Regions from separate parts of the Rattus norvegicus genome. Here region 2 is linked to region 1. Evidence: chromatin contacts called from public Hi-C data. All regions are on one chromosome and are shown on one strand. The core of a region is the stretch at or near the end of the contact, and the rest is flanking DNA. Distances in the headings are between cores, read along the strand shown.

Evidence for each region. A called contact is a pair of places that touch in the nucleus more often than the background predicts.
Region 2: a contact with region 1 is called in a Hi-C map of kidney, with 5 times the contacts expected there. The contact joins two enhancer-like sites. A contact is called at or near these places in 11 of 12 Hi-C or Micro-C datasets (the A7r5 cell line, the Rat2 cell line, Schwann cells and 7 more) and 1 of 1 datasets of contacts at active chromatin or transcription factors (oligodendrocytes).

The regions. Positions count from the first base shown.
Region 1 is chr9:91,286,150-91,292,492 of GRCr8, forward strand. All of the region lies in intron 4 of Col4a4 (collagen type IV alpha 4 chain), which reads right to left. All of the region lies in intron 2 of LOC120094721 (a long non-coding RNA gene), which reads left to right. Among named protein-coding and RNA genes, the nearest start is that of Col4a4, 34 kb to the right of the region's middle. Within about 2 kb of position 3,887, at least 4 of the 93 cell types and tissues checked have an H3K27ac peak or open chromatin away from gene starts, as enhancers often do. A contact at or near this core is called in kidney, where this site is marked.
Region 2 is chr9:91,368,927-91,375,269 of GRCr8, forward strand. All of the region lies in intron 1 of Col4a3 (collagen type IV alpha 3 chain), which reads left to right. Among named protein-coding and RNA genes, the nearest start is that of Col4a3, 48 kb to the left of the region's middle. Within about 2 kb of position 3,930, at least 29 of the 93 cell types and tissues checked have an H3K27ac peak or open chromatin away from gene starts, as enhancers often do. A contact at or near this core is called in kidney, where this site is marked.

The DNA.
Region 1 (6,343 bases), core at 2,637-5,136:
AAAAATAATTGTATCAAAATATAATTTTGATTTTTCAGAAGTCCAATCGTTAATGTCTTTATAAAATTATCAGCCTATGGCAACAAAGAAGCTATTAGAATGGACTCAGAAATATAGACTCAGTTTGTCCAAATGACACCGTGTCTCAACGTCCTGTCCATGGGGTGGCCAATGTACTCAGCTTGCTTTGCCACCGCATAGCTCAGCGTGTGTTATGTCTCGTTAGAATTATAACATTCCTCAGATTCATTCAAAGTTGGGCTACAGGGTTTTGTGATTCTTCAAATTTTCTAAAATCCATTAAGAAAAGAGTAGTTTAGAGCCTCTTGCCCCCAACATCACTCACAACTTCATCTTTTAAAAATGAACATCTTAGCTGGGAGGTGGTGGCACATACCTCTAATCCCAGCAACTGGGAAGCAGAGGCAGGTGGATCTTGGTGAATTCGAGACCAGCCTGGTCTACAGAATGAGTTCCAGGACAGTCAGAGCTACACAGTGAAACCCTGTCTCAAGAAGCAAACAAACAAACAAGCAAATAAATAAATATTTAAAAATCATTTTATTGCAGTATGTGTCTGTGTGTATACGTGTGTGTGTCTGTGTGTGTGTGTGTGTGTGTGTGTGTGTGTGTGTAACATGTATGCCCCAGAGATGTGTGTCAAGGTTGGAGTCACCTCCCCACCTCTAACATGCAAGTCCCAGGGATAGAACTGAGGGTATCAGGTTTGACAGTAAATGACTTAACACTGAGCCATCTTACTGCTCTCTAACTGCATTCGATGATCAAATATGTCTTGCTATGAGGTCAGAAAAGTTTGATAAATTTCAGCCACTACATGCTAAGATCATGTCTCTTAGATTTCTAGAACAAATGCAGGATGGTCTTAGAGATATACAGCATTCTGGGGAAAATATTTCTTGCAGAGTCCTAGCCATATAAATACTCTGAAATACCCCAAATCAAGATGTTAGCCCCATTCGTTTTGGGTACCTTGTCTTGTGTGATCCCATGAAGGAAGTATTGTGTGCTGGCAATTGGGAGGAAGGGGGAGCCCTTCTAATAACCAGATGCTCCCCTAAAGCAAGCTAGTCCTACCAGACTAGCACATAGCCATAAATGCCTGAATACCTTACATAATCACACAGGAGAGCACGCCAGTGGGAAGAAGGTGCAGCTGGGACCCAACTGTTTCCACACTTGAACCCTGCTTAGATAGTGATGTGACTTAGGCAGGCCCAGCTAAGCAGAGGGAGATGGCACAAAAGATTGAACTGGGACCTGGTGAGGCAGCCACAATGATTCAAGACAATATCATTTGGATAACAGGAAAAACAGAGTTGTGAACATCCAGGAGCCTGAGACAGGGTGAACACATTGTGTGACTTCTAACAAGGAAGCACAATTTAGAGCCACTCACCTGAGCTACTAAGTATAGAGAAAACATGGAAGGCAAGCAGCCTGGTAGGTAGCAGAGAGAGAGAGAGAGAGAGAGAGAGAGAGAGAGAGAGAGAGAGAGAGAGAGAGAGAGCGCAGTGAGTGATGTAGGTAAGAAAGGCAGCCCAGGAAGAAAGAAAAGGAAGATATTCATCCTTGGTCAACAGCTAGAAGAGCCCTTGACAGGAGGGCACGGGTCAGTTGCCCAGCCTTGGGCTGAGAGAACCAGGGCAAGTCTACCCTGAAGATGAGGTGTTGACGGAGGGATGAGGATGTGGACAGCTAAACTCCCCTGAGCAAATGCGAGTCTTCAGTGAGGGTCTGAGGAGAATGTGCCACGCTGACGGCATTTACAAACAGCCATTAGAGAGAGCAAAACAGGTGCACTCTGACTGGCAGAGAACATGAGGAAGACAGTGACTAAGGGTCCAGGCAGAATGTTCTGAAAGCACAAGGCCACACTTACTGGCTGTGTGTCCTTGAGTACGTTTTTTTCTTCTAAAAATATCTCATCAGCATATATTAATTATGTATAATAATGGGCTTCATTCAGACCTTTCTGGACTATATCCCTAACCTCTCTCAAGCACGGCAGCATCTTTGTCAATAGCTTAGAGCGAAAACAAATAAAACCTGTAAAGCTGTCTAAGAGAATACCCGTTGGGGTAAATGCTATCCACCGTTATGGTACACGATTGTGACAAATGTAAAGCTGTTTAAGAGAGTACCCGTTGGGGTAAATGCTATCCACCGTTATGGTGCACGATTGTGACAAAATGTGTAAATGACAAAAACAAGCCACAGAACGGTATGACATATGCTCCCAACCCTCAAGAAACAGGGCAGAGCCAATGGCTCCCTATCTGTTTACAAACGAAGGCTTCTAGAATGGTATGCAAGCTAAGGAGAGGCTAAATACAAGCCAGGGCCATGTCACCTCCTGGTGCATCCTATGATCAGCACCCGTGACCTTTGTAATAGAGATGAAGTGTCATCTCTGTGTCACGATTGGGTCACTAGCTCCACAGCATTACTGACAACCTTTAACACCTACCCAGGAGGTGCAGCTGAAAACTGTTCCTTATGTGAATTTCCCTTTTTCTTCATGTTCCCCATCCTCTACATAAAGGCTACAGTTGATTGAGAATTAGCAAAGCTTGGAATTGCTAAGAATCCTGGTGTGTGTGTGTGGTGTGTGGTGTGTGTGTGTGTGTGTGTGTGTGTGTGGTATGTGGTGTGTGGTGTGTGTGGTGTGTGTGTGTGTGTGTGTGTGGTATGTGGTGTGCGGTGTGTGGTGTGTGTGTGTGTGTGTGTGTGTGTGGTATGTGGTGTGCGGTGTGTGATGTGTGGTGTGTGTGTGTGTGTGTGTGTGTGGTGTGTGGTGTGTGTGTGTGTGTGTGTGTGTGGTATGTGGTGTGTGGTGTGTGATGTGTGGTGTGTGGTGTTTGTGTGGTGTGTGGTGTGTGTGTGTGGTATGTGGTGTGTGGTGTGTGATGTGTGGTGTGTGGTGTGTGGTGTGTGTGTGTCTGGTGTGTGTGTGTGTGTGTGTGTGTGAGAGAGAGAGAGAGAGAGAGAGAGAGAGAGAGAGAGAGAGAGAGAGAGACCAAATAGTGGCAGTGATAAAGCAGAACTGTGAAACTTTGGGAACGTGGGAAGGTAGATCAATTTACAGTGGACAGCATGTACATCCCAGACCATGACCTGAAAGGACCTTCTTACCCTCTGTCAATTAATCTTATATCTAATATTAACCTTTAAATGAGACTGAATGACAGACATTTAAACGTTCTCTTTCTTTCCTAAGTATGAGAATCAGAAAACAGTTGCTATTATGGCAAGTTTGGAATTAAAGTGCCTCTCCATCCTGTAAGCAATTTGTACATCGCCTCCCAGTGATCTTCTCTGAGTACAGTGCTTTACGACAATGTGTTATTGAGAACACAGCGAGAGGAAAGCTCACATAAAAGGGAAACTAAGAAAAAGACGGAAGACGGCCAATTAACTGGCCATAAATCTCTTCAATGTGATTCATTTCAAACACGCAACCCTGAATCCAGTAAGCTAATGGGACTTTGCTGAGGCAAAAACGGGGGTGGGGGAGTGGAAATGTTTAACACCGTGGTAAGTCTGATGGAATTCCATTTAGTATGCTGTGGGAATGGGTCCTGATTAGAGAAAGAACCATAAAAATACTTTGAAAACAAACAGCAGACCAGAAAAGAGCTGTTTGTATTACCGAGGGAAAGCCAACCTTCCTCCAAGGTCCCCCTGCCCTGACCTGGGCATGCGCACCGACTTCTGGCCTTTCCCGGGAATCTCTTGTTTTCAAAGCTTTGAGCATTCGGTCTATACTCACGGATGAGGACCCTCCCTTCCTCAAAGTTGACAGTCTCTCAAAGTTCCCATGGAAAGACCACCTCACCCTGACCTCCAGCCCTTGCCCTTGAAAATAAAATGTCTTCCCAGGGTGCCAAAGAACACGCTCACCCATTTCCACCAACCTCTTACCCGTGCCCTCCCTCTAACCCTACACTCACTGAACCGAGACCTCCTGGGAGACAGAACATAGGTGTCCACGGCTGTGCTGGCAAGAAAGATGGATTGGTCAGCCTTTTGTTACTACAATTACACTACCCAGAGGCAGAGTGACTTATAAAGAAAGAAGCTGGGCTGAGGAAGGGGCTCGATGGTAGAGCACACACCGGGCATACGTGAGGTTTATTCTCCAGTATCACCAAGAAGAAAACCCCCAAAACAAACAAACAAAAACAAAAGATGAAACAAAGGACAGAACATTTTATTTGGGCTCATAATTATGGAAGTACAAGCAAATTATAAATGCCATGTTATAGGCTCTGTCCAGAGGCTAGGAAGCTATGCCACACAGTGAGTGATTGAGTAGGGGGCAGTTTCTTCCTCATCCTCAATTAGCCATCCAGATCAATCATGGGAGCTCCGCTCTAATACTCTAAGCTATTCAATTGACAGAGGCCCCACCTCTGAGCATTACGGTAATCGTACATTTCTTAATACCCCTTCATACAACTAACACATGGCTTTGGGGAGTGAGCCCCAGCATGAGTTTGGGGGAGAGAAAACACACTCAGACGATAACCGCAGAGGACAAAAATTGTTTCACAAAATAAGGTGAGCCCTGCCCCACCTCAAGGAAAGATGGGTGCAATTACTTCCTTGTAGCCCCAAACCACTGTCCCCAGAACACTGGCTTTCAGGACATCTGTAAAGTGCTGAGACCCTTCCATGGAGCTCTGTACTCTGGAGTACCACGCCACCTGCTGAGCAGCAGGCCAACTGCGAGCCTGCTGCAGTCTTAGCAAACTGCTGGCCGTGAGCCACTAGACCTGGATTCCGACCTCCCCACACAGCCACTTTGTAAGTGGAAAACTCACATAAAATGTGGAATGTCCCCTTTTGAAAAATGAACTTAATGACTTCGTTTTCAGTGCTTTTTAATATTATTGGTTATTTTATTATACGATAAAATTTTCTAAAAGAAGCACATTAAACCTTGGGTGACTGCACTAAGTCTGTCTAAAAGCTGCTCACAAAAAAAGAACCCCAGACGTTCGTCTTTGAAATGGTGGTCTGCCATTTCACTCAATTAGACTAAATAATTTATCTGTGGTAATACAGAAAGAATTTCTATTTTCATTAAATCTGTTCACATAAAAACGGGTTCAGGGAAAAAGGCCTCCTTGTAAGTAATATTGAGGCTTGCTTATCTCTAAGGTTCTCATAGAATAGACGGAGTGAAGAGAGAAAACTAATGGTTCACGAAAGTTAGTTTTCAAAACTAGAAAATGAATCATCCCAAGACTTTCCATACATATATTTATATATATAATATTTATATATAAATAATATGTATTTATATAAATACTATTTACATATAAATAATATGTATTTATATATAAATACCATTTATATATAAATAATATATATATATTTATATATAAAATTATTTATTTATAAATTTATATATATTTATATAAATATATAAAATATTTCTCCATCTCTATCTGTATCTGAATCTCTATCTCTCTCTTTCTATGTATACCTGATTCTAAGCCCTAATCCCCACTCACCAACCATGACATGATTAAACTAGGTTCTACACAGAGTCCTGCAACTGAGTTTCAGATTGAACAGCTGTGTGCAGAACTTACTCTGTGGTTTGTGATTTTCATTATAAGACAGTGATGTCACTGGGTGCAGAATCAAATGACAATCACTTTGACCCTGGGCAAGTTGGGTCCACCTTGTAAAACCACCAGGTCGCCTCCTTCCCTCTACTCCAGGGCCAAGCTGACATGGGTCATCAGAAGGGTCCTTCCAGCAGCCCAGGCTCCTGGCTCTGCTGCTCAAAGGAGGGAGATCAGAGCCCTCGCAGCGTCTCTCAGAGCTCAGGACATTTTTTTAGGACTCTGTCCCTGGTTAACTAAGTTAGGAGTAAGAAAATCACGTTTGTTTTGCAAGGTAGAAGATGGTCAAAAGATGCAAAATTATATCTTTCTAAGGAACACAAATCAAAATTTCAAGTTAGCTTTTTTTTTGGCTGCCCCTGACCTGGCTACTCTGAGACTGGAACCCATGAGGGGTGATCAAAACCACAGCACTCTTGTGATTTTTAGCAGTTTAGTTGCAAACTGATGACTACAAACATATATATGGGCGAAGGAGATGGATCACCCTGTAAGGTCCTTACTATGCAAGCGTGGGGACCTGCTAAGCTCCAGAGCCTGTTTTAAAGCTGAGGTGGGAAGGCATAGGTTTGGAATTCCAGAGTTGGGGAGGTGGATACAGGCAGATCCCTTGCTTGCTTGGTGAGATCGGGCCAGTTAAGGGACCCTATTCAAAACAGGTGAAAGGGCTTCAGAGATTGGCT
Region 2 (6,343 bases), core at 2,680-5,179, 83 kb after region 1:
AGTGCACAGGTGTAACCCCAGCCCTTGGAAGGTGGAGTTGGTGGGTAAAGAGGTTTGGGGCAAGCCTAGAGCACACAAAACTTTAAGGACATTAAAATGGCACACACACACACACACACACACACACACACACACACACACGTGCACGCACGCACACACACATAAAAATTTTAAGAAGTTAATCCAGGGTTTCTTGTCCTTTATAAGGAGTGATTGTCACGATTTCTTGGCTTATGCCCAACCCCACACAGCCTCCGACTCAAGTGGCATCATCTATTCTATTTGGGGAGAAGAAGTTTTGCAGAGTAGTGAACAGCGTTGGTGGGGCCCAGTTTAGGCACAAATGTACGTTTGCACCCTGGGTCTCCACACAGGCCAAACCCTGGTCAGAAAAGTCAATGGCTCTCCAAAATCTCCAAACTTCAGTGTGCTCATTTCCCAAAGACAAGAAGACCCAGGCTCCAAAGGAGATCTGTGCTGGTCCTGGAATGAAAAGGGGATGGGAGAAGCCAAGACAATCTTAGCATCTTATACCTCAAAGGTCTGCCACCAGCAGCCACTGAGGGACCCCTCAGATTTGAGGTGTCTATAGAAATCCTCCAGCTTTAAGGCTTCTTCATCAAATGCCTTTAAAACTTTCCTCTGTTTACTGTGACTTATGGTTTTTTTTTCTGCAGGGAAATCAAAGCTAAGTTAGTAGTTTTCCAAATGGAGAGAAATACCCTCTAAGAAGAACTTAGCATGTCTATTCATTTTTAGAAAACAATAAACTATGGGAGTTCAGATGTGAAGTAGAAGACATATTCTCTATTTGAGATGAACATGAACATTTTATTATTCTGGGCTTGCTTTTGGAGTGCTAATTTTGATTTTCAGAAAAACTATCCTAGATGGACTTTCTACTTTTATGGTTAGCTGTTAGCAAAGTAAAACATGCACAGAGTAAAAACATAATAATAAAATACCCTTAACATGAAAAGCTGAGAACCAAAGCACACTCCTTCTCCTGGCTGCTCCTTCCCAAGTTCTGCTCCAGAGGGAAGCCAGCTTCAACTCCACAACAGCTATTTACCTCCATTGATTCGTTCTCCCTCTCTCCCTCTCTCTCTCTCTCTCTCTCTCTCTCTCTCTCTCTCTCTCTCTCCCCACTTATCTGTGGATAAACCCTCAGAGGGGGTGAGACCTGATGAGCCACTCTCCCTTCCATGACAGGGTGTTGACAAGGCCTCTGTGCAGCTCTTGTGTGTGTAATCACAGCTTCTGTACGTTCAAGACTGAAAGACCTGCCAGGAAGTCAGTGTTCCACACCGTGCCACACCCTACTTCACCCCACTCTTTCATTCCTTCTGTTCCTTTCTCCATGATGTCCCTTGAGCCTTGGAAGGAGCAAGATAGATGCTCTGTTTACGGTGGCGCGTTTAACAGTTACGCATTCTCTATATTTGACTTATTGTAAGTCTCTGCATGCATGGCTGATCACTCTGACCAAAGGTGACAGCAAAAACATTCTGTAAGCATAAAGTTGGTTGTCCATAGGCAACTGATCAGCCGCACCATGTCCATTAAACAATAACATTAGCAGTTTCCCTACCTGCCAGGATCTGTTATCTCTCAAGTCACAAGCTTAGGGCTAGCTCTGCAGTTCTGGATATGAATTCTTTCTTCTGGAGTGGACATAAAATCCAACCACTAGGCAGCTGGTCACCACCATATCAGACTTGCTTCTGTGGTACCAGGGGGCCCATCCTGCTTGGCCAGACAGTATTACTGCATACAGGATCCACCCCTGAGGAAGACTGATGGCGTGTTCAACCTTTTGACATGATGTTTTCATGTCTAAAATTCACACTGGAGAACTGTACAGCCAGGTTAGCAAACGGGAGCTTCAACAAGCTCTCACAGTATAGGAAGCACATTTGTGACTTTGAATCAGGTTGCATGCAGCTTGCAGGCTGTGAGCTGGACACACCTGTGCACCTGGACACACCTGTGCACCTGGACACACCTGTGCACCTGGACACACCTGTGCACCTGGAGCGTCTCGAGAACCTCAGATGCCTTAGTCCCGGTCAACAAGCCGGATGTTTCCTCAGCAACTGACCAGAGCAAAGGAGCACACGGCTTTCGTGTATAGCATGATATACTTTTTTTTTTCTTTTTCTTTTTTTTCGGAGCTGGGGACCGAACCCAGGGCCTTGCGCTTGCTAGGCAAGAGCTCTACCACTGAGCTAAATCCCCAACCCCACATGATACACTTTAAAAGATTAAAGAGCATTGTTTAAAGTATTTTCTGAAAAAGCTAAGGAACCAGGATCCCCAGAAATCCAATTCTGAGTTTGGATTTTCTACTGCTTGGTGCATTCAAGGAGGTTTTGTTGTTTTTGGTTTTTGTTTTTGTTTTTGTTTCGTGAGGATTTACTGATTCCTGAAAACATTGTCAGTAACATGATAGATTTTCTTTTAATGGACCTAATAGTACCTTTCTTTTACCTCTTAAGAAAAAAAAAAAACTCTAACAGATGATAAAGCCCACAGAATTTCACAAGGAGAACTAAGGAGGAGAGAGAAAGCAGAATGATGGACCCCTAGACTAACCTGGATTGGCCAGTGAGACTTTCTCTAGGCTAAGGAAAATGAGAAAGAAACATCTGACACGTTGTACTACAGATTCTGCTCGCCCACCAAGAGTGCCTAAGATCAAGAAATCCAGTGACAGTCACTGATGCAAACATGGGAAGAATTTCAACTAGTTTAACCATTATGGAGATCGGCACAGAGGTTTGTCAACAATTAAAAACAGAACTACGGTAAGGAAGACCTACCCATGCCAATTCAGAGTGTATACTGCAAAGATTGCATGTCCTACCACACGTGGGCTTGCAGATCCGTGTCTACGGCTGCACAGCTTGAGATACCAAGGAAATAGAAAAGAGGGACGGACCCTGACAGGGTGGCGCACATCGGAATCATCTTGCATTGCACAAAGGGATTATATTCATCTGTGTAGAACATTGAAATCATGAAAATGGCAGGAAAAAGGATGGATCTAGAAAGCATTCTATTAACCAAAGCAACAGGCTCAGAAAGAAAAGCATCTACTGTTTTCTCTCATATGTAGACCTGAGTTGATATTGTTCATAAGCCTGAATGCAAGTGTGTGTGTGTGTGTGTGTGTGTGTGTGTGTGTGTGTGTGTGTGTGTGGGATATGGACATAAACCATGAAACTAGGAAGGAGCTCAGGAGAAGAGATTTGGGGAAAATGGTGAGACCTATAGGGTACAGGAGATGTGAGAGCAGAAAGTGGGGGGTGGGTAGGAGTAGACAGAGCAGTACTAGGAGAGGGAGGTGACAGAGGACAGGGAGGAAGGGACACGGAATCAACAAAGACGTTTGATTTAAAAAAAATCACTGCAAAATGTATGCTAGTTAGAAATTTTTAAAAATTGAAACTTAAAAAAAAATCTTATAACTTTTAGGGGAAAGAGAAGCTGGAGTCTGTAGTAACAACACACACCTCACTCCCTAGCAACAAGGAAGGCAGGACGAACATGTTTTTACCAAAGTGTTTGTTTTCCAAACACACGGGTGAACTCAGATAGCTACCTTCTTTGTCAGAATCAGTCATCTGCACTCTTGCTGTCAACCAGAAAATCCGAAGCGGGTGCCTGGGTTAGCTGTCTAGACTAGAGCTATCTCCCTGGGCAGGAGCTGAAAGATGGGAAGAGGGGCGGCTTCAGTGGTGATGGCTGTGGGCGGGACAGGCAGCCACTCTCTAGGTCCTTCTTTACCCAAGGGCAAGCTGCCAAGGCTCCGGGTCACTGGGCGGAGGCCACATTGCAGAGAACAGCTGGCGGGGGCCTGTCTGGCACCGCTTGGCTTGCACTTCCTCAGCTCTTCTTTTCACATACAAACCCCGTTGCCTCCGGCCATTGGCCGGGCTCAGAGACTGGGCAGGGTCAATAATTTTAATGCAGACTCAACAGCCCTGCTCAGTAGAGTGTGAATCAGCTTCGAAGATGCCAACTTCCCCTCCCACTGACCCAGGGTAGCTGGATGCTCAGAGAGACAGAGGCCACCTCCATATCACGAGCCAGCAGAAAATGAGGCATGCCGTGTTCAGAGACTAGGAGGACGATGGTCTGAAAATTCTTTTCTATTCATGAAAAGTAAAAATATATGTGTTAAGGGCCTTTCAATTAACAGTAAGAATGTATGCGGCTCATTAGATCTCTTGTTTATTATTTTGTCCCTTACGTGTATGACTGTGTGGGTGAGCACCACATGCTATGCCGTGCTGGCAGAAGACTGAAGAGAGTAGTGGGTCTCCTGGAGCTAGAGTTCTGAGTGGTTGTGAGCTGCCCAGCATGGATGCTGGACAGAGAACTCGAATCCTCTGGACGAGCAGCATGCACTCTTAACCACTCAACCATCCATAGGTGAACGCTGTGAGTGGGGGTCGAAACAGAGACCATCCAAGCTGCCTGCACAATAGCCGAGAAGCAATTGCCTCTTGTATATTGTCCGTGTGCTTTGCCACCAATCAGCATGAGCGTTGAATACCACAGAGATTTCTCTTTTATTAATTAATTTATTTATTTTACATCTCAATCAGAGCTTCCCCTCCCTCTCTCCTTCCAGTCCCTCCTTCTCATCAGCCCTTCACTCTATGCCCCGCCTCCTTTTCTCCTCAGAGAAGAGGAGACCTCCCATGGATGTCAAGATTCCCACTTGGCATATCAAATTGTAGAAGGCATATCAAGTTGTAGTAGGGCTAAGAGCCTCTTCTTCTATTGAGGCTAGACAAGGTTGTCCAGTTAGGGGAAAGGGAGCCAAAGGCAGGCAATGGAGTCAGAGACAGGCGCTGCTCCTGCTGTTAGCGGTCCCACGTGAGGACTAAGGTGTACACCTGTTACATATGTTAGCACAGAGATTTCTATCGAGCATTTTATTAAATAGATAAAATTTTATAGTATCATGTAGAAGTCATAGGTGGCTAATCAACTAACATACTTGGTGCGCTCTACGGGTCCTGCTGGCAGACGCTGTAATTCAGTTGTGGAATTAACAAAGAATTTTCAGTCTCATCTTTATTCTGGAAGTCAAGGCCAGTGCTCTGGCACTGGATAAACTCGGGAGGAAATGTCTGGAAGGAACATGGCAAGTTAAGACCGACTGAGGATAAGACCAGACAGTCACGTGGCTGTCCTTTGGCACAGAGTCTTGTGTTGAACAGAGAGAGGGGAAGTCCCCAATGCCTGAATCCTTACTGAGCGCACAGCCATCTGCGGCAGCCTTTGACTGATCCGTTTTCCTCAATGCAAACCACCACGAGGCGGATCTTTTCTCCTTTTATTCTTTGAGATCGTAACATAACTATATCATCTCTCGCCTCACTTTCCTCCCTCCAAACCTTCCCATAGACCTTTCCTTGCTCTTTGTTCATTAATTGCTACAGGGCCCCGAGACATGCTTTCCTCTTCAAGCAAGGCAACTAGGAAGCGTTTGGCAATTGACCCAGAACTCTAGTTAGAACCGGAACTGATAACCAACCACAGGACATACATGTGGCCATGAGATTCTAAATCTTTTATTCTTCACTGTGAATGTTTCTCTTGCATTCTGAAGCCATTAAGAGAATGATTCTCGGGGTTGGGGATTTAGCTCAGTGGTAGAGCGCTTGCCTAGGAAGCACAAGGCCCTGGGTTCGGTCCCCAGCTCTGAAAAAAAGAACCAAAAAAAAAAAAAAAAAAAAAGAGAATGATTCTCTCTGGGTGAATTATTTAATATTCGAACATGCTAAAACATAACTTTGGCAGCGCTCTGGTTCCGAGGGAGAGAAAGTATTACTGAGAGCTTCCTGCTCTTAACTTGCTTGAGGTTCAGGAGGAGGCCCCTGAGGAGCACTTTGCTGTTGAAAAAGAGAAAATCACAAAAATGTTGCATGAGCAATAACCGTCACCTGTGTTGGTTTAATGATGGCCTCTAGCCACAGGGCTTTTGAAGGTCTTAACTTCTGACTAATAGTTGATGGGTTGTATCATTAATGGGGTCATGATGTCTCAAGAATAGGTTCAAAATGAGTATAAAGGAAACTATGACCTCCCCATCCTTTAGTCCAATAATCTTATGTTCATTGACTGAAACATTCTTGAAAATTTTAAATTGTATTTGAGGGGAAATGCCCAAAGTGAAAAGTCTTTATACCTTGCATGCAACAAGGTCATCCCTGGAGGTGGGGGGAGAGCTTATTTCATAAGGCCCCATGCCAGGCCCTCTCCATCACCACACAGGCCCCTGACGAGCTGCCAGAGAGCTGCCCTTCCTGTGGTGTTGAGTTCACCC